Regions from separate parts of the Mus musculus genome. Here region 1 is linked to region 2. The links are chromatin contacts, called in public promoter capture Hi-C maps. All regions are on one chromosome and are shown on one strand. The core of a region is the stretch at or near the end of the contact, and the rest is flanking DNA. Distances in the headings are between cores, read along the strand shown.

Region 1 (2,700 bases), core at 54-2,553, about 22 Mb after region 2:
TAAAGAGCAGGTGGTCACTAATGCAAGTTCAATCCATGCACTCAAGAGAGAAATATACTCAGGCCACCCACTACATATTCATTTTCAAAGTTCAAACTGTAACTACTGCTCAGGTCTATTTCCCTGTAACTCATTTCATGACCCAGAGAGAACTTGGAGCACCAGATGAAAATCTAGAGCAAAATTACAATAATAATAATAATAATTTTGTTTCTTCTAGACCAGAATAAATTTTGGAATGGTGGTAAGGGAAGCAATCTGCAGACAGTTCAGAATGGTGATCAATTATAGACAATTGGTATGTTAAGGACTAAGAAACAAAGAGTGTGGCAACTGAGAAAACGTAGCACTGTTCAAAACTATGCTGGGAAAGGGGAAACTGCATTATCTTGTTCCCTTCTTTCCAGGGACCAGGGGGTTGCAAAAGGAAAACACTGGACAAAATGGAAAACACGAAGACTCACACTGCGAAGTCTAACATCTTTCCTTTAATTAACTATACCAAAAGAGCAGTTTGGGCTGGTGTGATTAATTATAATTCCAAAGGGAAGGCTTATCACGCACTAATTCTGGGAAGTGAACAACTCAGTCCCATCTCTTGGGTTTGTAGTTGTTCTCAGGAGATAAGTGACATGGAAACTAAACACCACTGAGCTAATATGATCCACACACCTGAAGAGTAAGCAAAGGCAGCGAGAGTGCTAAAACCTGGACTTTAAAGCTAAACACTGCGAGTTTTCATACCGTTCTTGGCAATCTCCACACACCGATAGGGTACAGAAAGGGAAAGGACGCTTTTCTTATCTGCTCATCATCTCTCTGCTTCTCAGCTGTGTCTGCAAGCCTTGACCCACCCGAGCTCTAAATTCTAGGGCTGCAGCCTCGGTGGTTTTCCCACATACGTTTCCACGTCATCTTGTGCACCCTCACTGACTTCGAACCCACTATCTCAGCACACTCCGCGTGGCCCTTCCAAGCTAGTCCCAGGATCCTGTGCCCCACGCCCTCATGGCCAGAGTGCATTGCTCTGCCAAGACCCTTCCTCAGATCGTCTGGTGCCCCAATGCCTGGACGTCCCCATCTCACACTCCACGCCCCCTCCTCCGCCCAGGCCGCAGGCAGGCTCTGCTCCCCACCTCTACAGGCTTGTGTCCAGCACCTCGTTCGGGCCGGCCAACAGCCCGCGCGGCACCTGCCGCTAATCCTCTAGCGCTACCCCAGAGTTTCTCACCTCACGGATGCTCCTCAGGAACCCACTCTGCTCCCCCTGCCATCCGTTCAGCGGCGCACTCAACCCTGACAGCAGCCAAGGCCCGCCTCCCTGCCCGCTCCGCATTGGCTAGCCTCCGTCGATGTATATTTCAGGGGACCGACAGGATAACGGTTCTGTCTGTCATTTCGAGGGCGTGGATCGAGTCTGGATTCCTCCTTTTGAATGGACAATGTGACTGTCATTCACCCTGTTGAGAGGCGTGACTATGAAGTCCCACCGAACTGTGATAGGCCGGCGCGGGAAAGCGAAACGCGCGGAAAGAGCGTGCTCTGAACAGTTTGGTTGAGAGCCGAGCAGTGACGTGTCGGTCTGCGGACCAGGAAGGAGCGGCGATAGGAAGGAGTGGACGCTGTACCCTGGTCACATGAGCAGAAGCGGAAATACGTAAAGAAAGCGGCAGTCGTACCACGTCCGGAAAAGTTGGGCTGCAGATCCGTTTGTTTTTTAAGGTAGAAATGGCCCGTTACCTATTAAACGGTTAAAGGAGAGAAGATATGTTGTGAAAACTCTCAGCCTCCATGGTTCACACGAACCCACCTTGTGTAAGATGTGTCAACTAATAAGCCCAAGAATTGTTTCTGTGTTTGCAGTAACCTCGATAAAGGGACCTTTGACAAATTTCACCGAAACGTTTCACTCAGGTCTGACTTTATGGAAGGGCCCGGGAGGCCTTTTTAGGGTGTCACCGCCCGAGTCGGGCTGAGCCGGCAATAGCCTGCAGAAATTATCTCAAGGCTCGGAGCGGCTAGCCCTGGGCAATCAGGAGCAGCTTAGCATCGCCGGGCCCCTGCGAGGGTGACCTTTCCTCCCGGGCCCTCCGAGGATGGTACTGAGAACGGGCACAGGAAGGGGTTTCAGCTGCCAAACTCCAGTCTTTTCCGATATATACATATAAACAGATGTACTAATTCGAACACTTCCATGCCTTACAAGCCTCAAACCAAAGGCTACGGTAAGATTAGACCATCCAGATACCATTCATATTTGGTGCCAGTGACGCTGGCTTCTCTTTTCCTCTCCCATGAAGGGAAGCACCAACTATTGAAATCAGTACTTATTACAATAATGCATTTCCTCAAAATGCTCATGACCAGTTTTTACACCAGGACCTAACTCAATACCTCTTCTCTTTTGTTTTTATAGTAAATGTTCCATGTAGTTTTATTTTAGCAAGAATAACGGCAAAGCACACACTTGTGATGCCAGTGCTCCCAGAGTCTGAGGCAGGAGGAGCTAATTCCAGGCATCTTAATCTGAAGGAGATAAGCATGAGGACTTTACATACATTCAAACTCCTGTGGCTTCAAAACCTAGCTTAATTTCTTACATAGATAAATTATTTCTCACAGTTCTAGAGTCTGGGAAACAAAAGATTACAGTGCCCGAAACTGACGAAGACTTTTACCACGGCATTATATGGTGGGAGG
Region 2 (2,700 bases), core at 126-2,625:
GTCCTAAAAGATTAGTCTTCTGATAAACTGCCATATTAATTTATACACTGACATCAACTTCAAGAGTTACCTAGCACATAAGCCTTAAAGAAAATGAGAAGTTACTTTGAAAACCATCAATCTTTTAACCATATTTGTTGAATTTGGCAGTTTTTTGTTGCTATTGTTAGTGTTACCACTTCTTTCTGTTGACCCAATTAGAATCTAATGTTTATTATTTCAGGTGCTATGTCTTATATTGTTTTGCTATTAAGCTTTTAAGGATAGGCCATCTTTAACACAGATTATTATGCCATTTGTATGTAACCTGCATTAAGAACTATTTGTATCATTAAACTTAAGACCTATCATTTAATCTTGCTCTGAATGGCCTCTAAGAGGAACTTAGTTATACACACTCCTCATAGATTTGTTCTACTTAATTTCAAGTTTAATATTCCATTGTCCAATTAAGCTTCATCACTAGTGACAAGAGTATCAGAATCATGACCAATGACTTCTTAGGGCCTATAAACTCCATTAAGGGATTTGTTAAGGTTTTGGCAGCATTGTGTTTTTCTTTTTTCTTTTTTAAAAGAACTATCAGAACTATTTTCTTAACATTTTCAATATTTCCTTTCACTTCAAACTCATTTTTTAAAAAGCTACTATACACCAATTCATTAAGCGCTTAACAGATGTCACTAACCAAAATATGGCACAGATCGCAGCCCCCCTTCCCACACCTGAAAACTCCTTCATATTAATTCTTAACTTATTGTCTTGGTATGCTTAATTAAAAAATCAAACCCAAATGTATCTCGACTCTGGGTATAAAGCTCGATGCATACTATTATGGAGGAATAGGATGCATTTCCTAATTTAAAGGGAACCCTCCATTTTGAGAGAGATAGCAACTGTTCCAGTTCTCATCTCATTGGGTGGAGCCCCCCATTTCAGAGGCCTGCGCTCGGGTACTGACAGATCACTGTCGCTGCGGTACACGGGCCCTTCTGAGGTCCTGAGGGGGTCTGCTCTAACTCAAGGCTCCAAATCATTTCTACTGCACTTTCTTCAAGGTTCTCTGAAAACACAAAACCGAGGCTTCTGGGGCGATCGTCAGGGGAAGCAGGGAAGAAAGGTCTTTGGTCTAGCAGGCGAGGCCTTCCGAATCGCAAAGCGAAGACTCTGCCACGATGCTACCTGCGAGGTGGCCGGCCGCCCACAGCCGCCCGCCCCACCGCTCCGGACACGCGCCTCACCTTTCACAGAGAGAACCTCACCGAGAACTTCCTTTCCGGGTTCGCCCCTTCGCTGCTCAGGATTGGCTCCTGTGAGGTGACGGAGCCATTCTGTAGCCAATGAGAATCTAGACATTCTGTGATGTCACGTCATCAATGGATCTCGCGAGAAGTACGGATGCCGCTCTCCCGCGCCTAATTCAGGTTTCTGGGAGCGGTTTTCTTGTGGTTCTGGAGACTCCCGCCCCCTTTTCCTGAGGTAGAGATGGCTTGTGGCCTCCCTGGTCGACTCTGACAAGTCCATGTTGGGTAACTTAGGCTTTGCTACGGTCTTGTAGCGTGCGGGTCCGGGGCGAACGGAAGCCCCGAGTGCGTGGGGCCGTTAGGGAAGACGGGCCGGGTGGGCATGGAGGGATGCGGGCTCTGCGTTCCGCCTCGGAGTCCGCCTCGGAGTCCCGCGGGTGGGAGGTCTCCTGTAGTGGCAGCGCCGCCTTCGCCGAGCTGGGGATGCGAGGTGTTCCACTTAGACCATGTGTTGGTTATTTATTCTGTCTTTAAATGTGGGCTGCCCCATAAAACCCATGTTAGTGTTAAGAGTATGGGGTGGCCTCTGATTCAAAGTCCTGCGCGGAGCAGCTTAAATTATGCACGTAGAAAGTTACGTTTCATTTTTCCTGTCCAGGGGTTTACTACACACCAATCTCATGAAGAAGATAGTAGAGAAATAGTAGTGATAGTGCAATTAGGACTTCACTTCAGGATGTGGCTTTCTGTTCTTAGGTCATGAAACAATTATAGTAAGTGTTGAAGACGTACATAGGACTTTCTCAAAATCACTAGCGCTTGTTCAAAAAGTCTACCCTGCAACTGAGCTCATGTTAGTGAAATATGTGCAACCTTTATAATATGTGCATTTTGGTATTTATTTTTAGAGTTTGGATTCGAGTGGTTTTTCTGACATACCTGAACACTTGGAGAGGAACCTGGTACAGAGGAACTCTACTATAAAAATGAGCCCCACAGATCCACTGTAAGCCTGACATATTAATTGTGATGACCTTACGAGAAAAGTGATATTTTAATATAAACAGCAACAGAATTTAATAATGGATAGAGTATCCCCCAAAACGTCTGTCATGCATAATTAAAAGCACATACTTATGCTTATTAGCAATAAATAAATAAATAATGAGGTGGAGCAATAGATGAATGTGTTGCAGTAATTACATGGCCATGCAGGGAGGCTCATGCTCTCTGGCTTTGTCTTAGTCTCGAGTCTATAAATAGTCCTTTAGAGTAAGTTACCCTAGTTGAAGTGAATTTGAACAAAATGGAAAGAAATAAAAGGACTATAGAAGTCAGGTGGCAGAAGAAAATCCTTGAACACGAGTGGTGTCTTCCACTCTGGTTTCAAGTTCTTGGTCAAAATTAGCTGTTTAATGTTAGGAAGATCAGCAGTTCTCTGGCTTGCCTGGTTTTA

What was found. Promoter capture Hi-C pulls out the DNA fragments that hold promoters and counts their contacts.
Region 1: a promoter capture Hi-C map of pre-B cells shows a contact between it and region 2, with 4 times the contacts expected there. The contact joins the promoter of Stt3a here to the promoter of Mre11a in region 2. A contact is called at or near these places in 3 of 39 promoter capture datasets (cranial neural crest, liver and pre-B cells).

Annotation. Positions count from the first base shown.
Region 1 is chr9:36,766,319-36,769,018 of GRCm38.p6, forward strand. Stt3a (STT3, subunit of the oligosaccharyltransferase complex, homolog A (S. cerevisiae)) reads right to left here and starts at 1,304. Exons shown (of 18, transcript NM_008408.5): 1 at 1,232-1,304. Gm26787 (predicted gene, 26787) reads left to right here and starts at 1,569. Exons shown (of 4, transcript NR_166654.1): 1 at 1,569-1,722.
Region 2 is chr9:14,783,279-14,785,978 of GRCm38.p6, forward strand. It overlaps Mre11a (MRE11A homolog A, double strand break repair nuclease), which reads left to right and starts at 1,376. Exons shown (of 20, transcript NM_018736.3): 1 at 1,376-1,479; 2 at 2,153-2,250. The coding sequence starts at 2,231. Ankrd49 (ankyrin repeat domain 49) reads right to left here and starts at 1,295. Exons shown (of 3, transcript NM_019683.4): 1 at 1,242-1,295.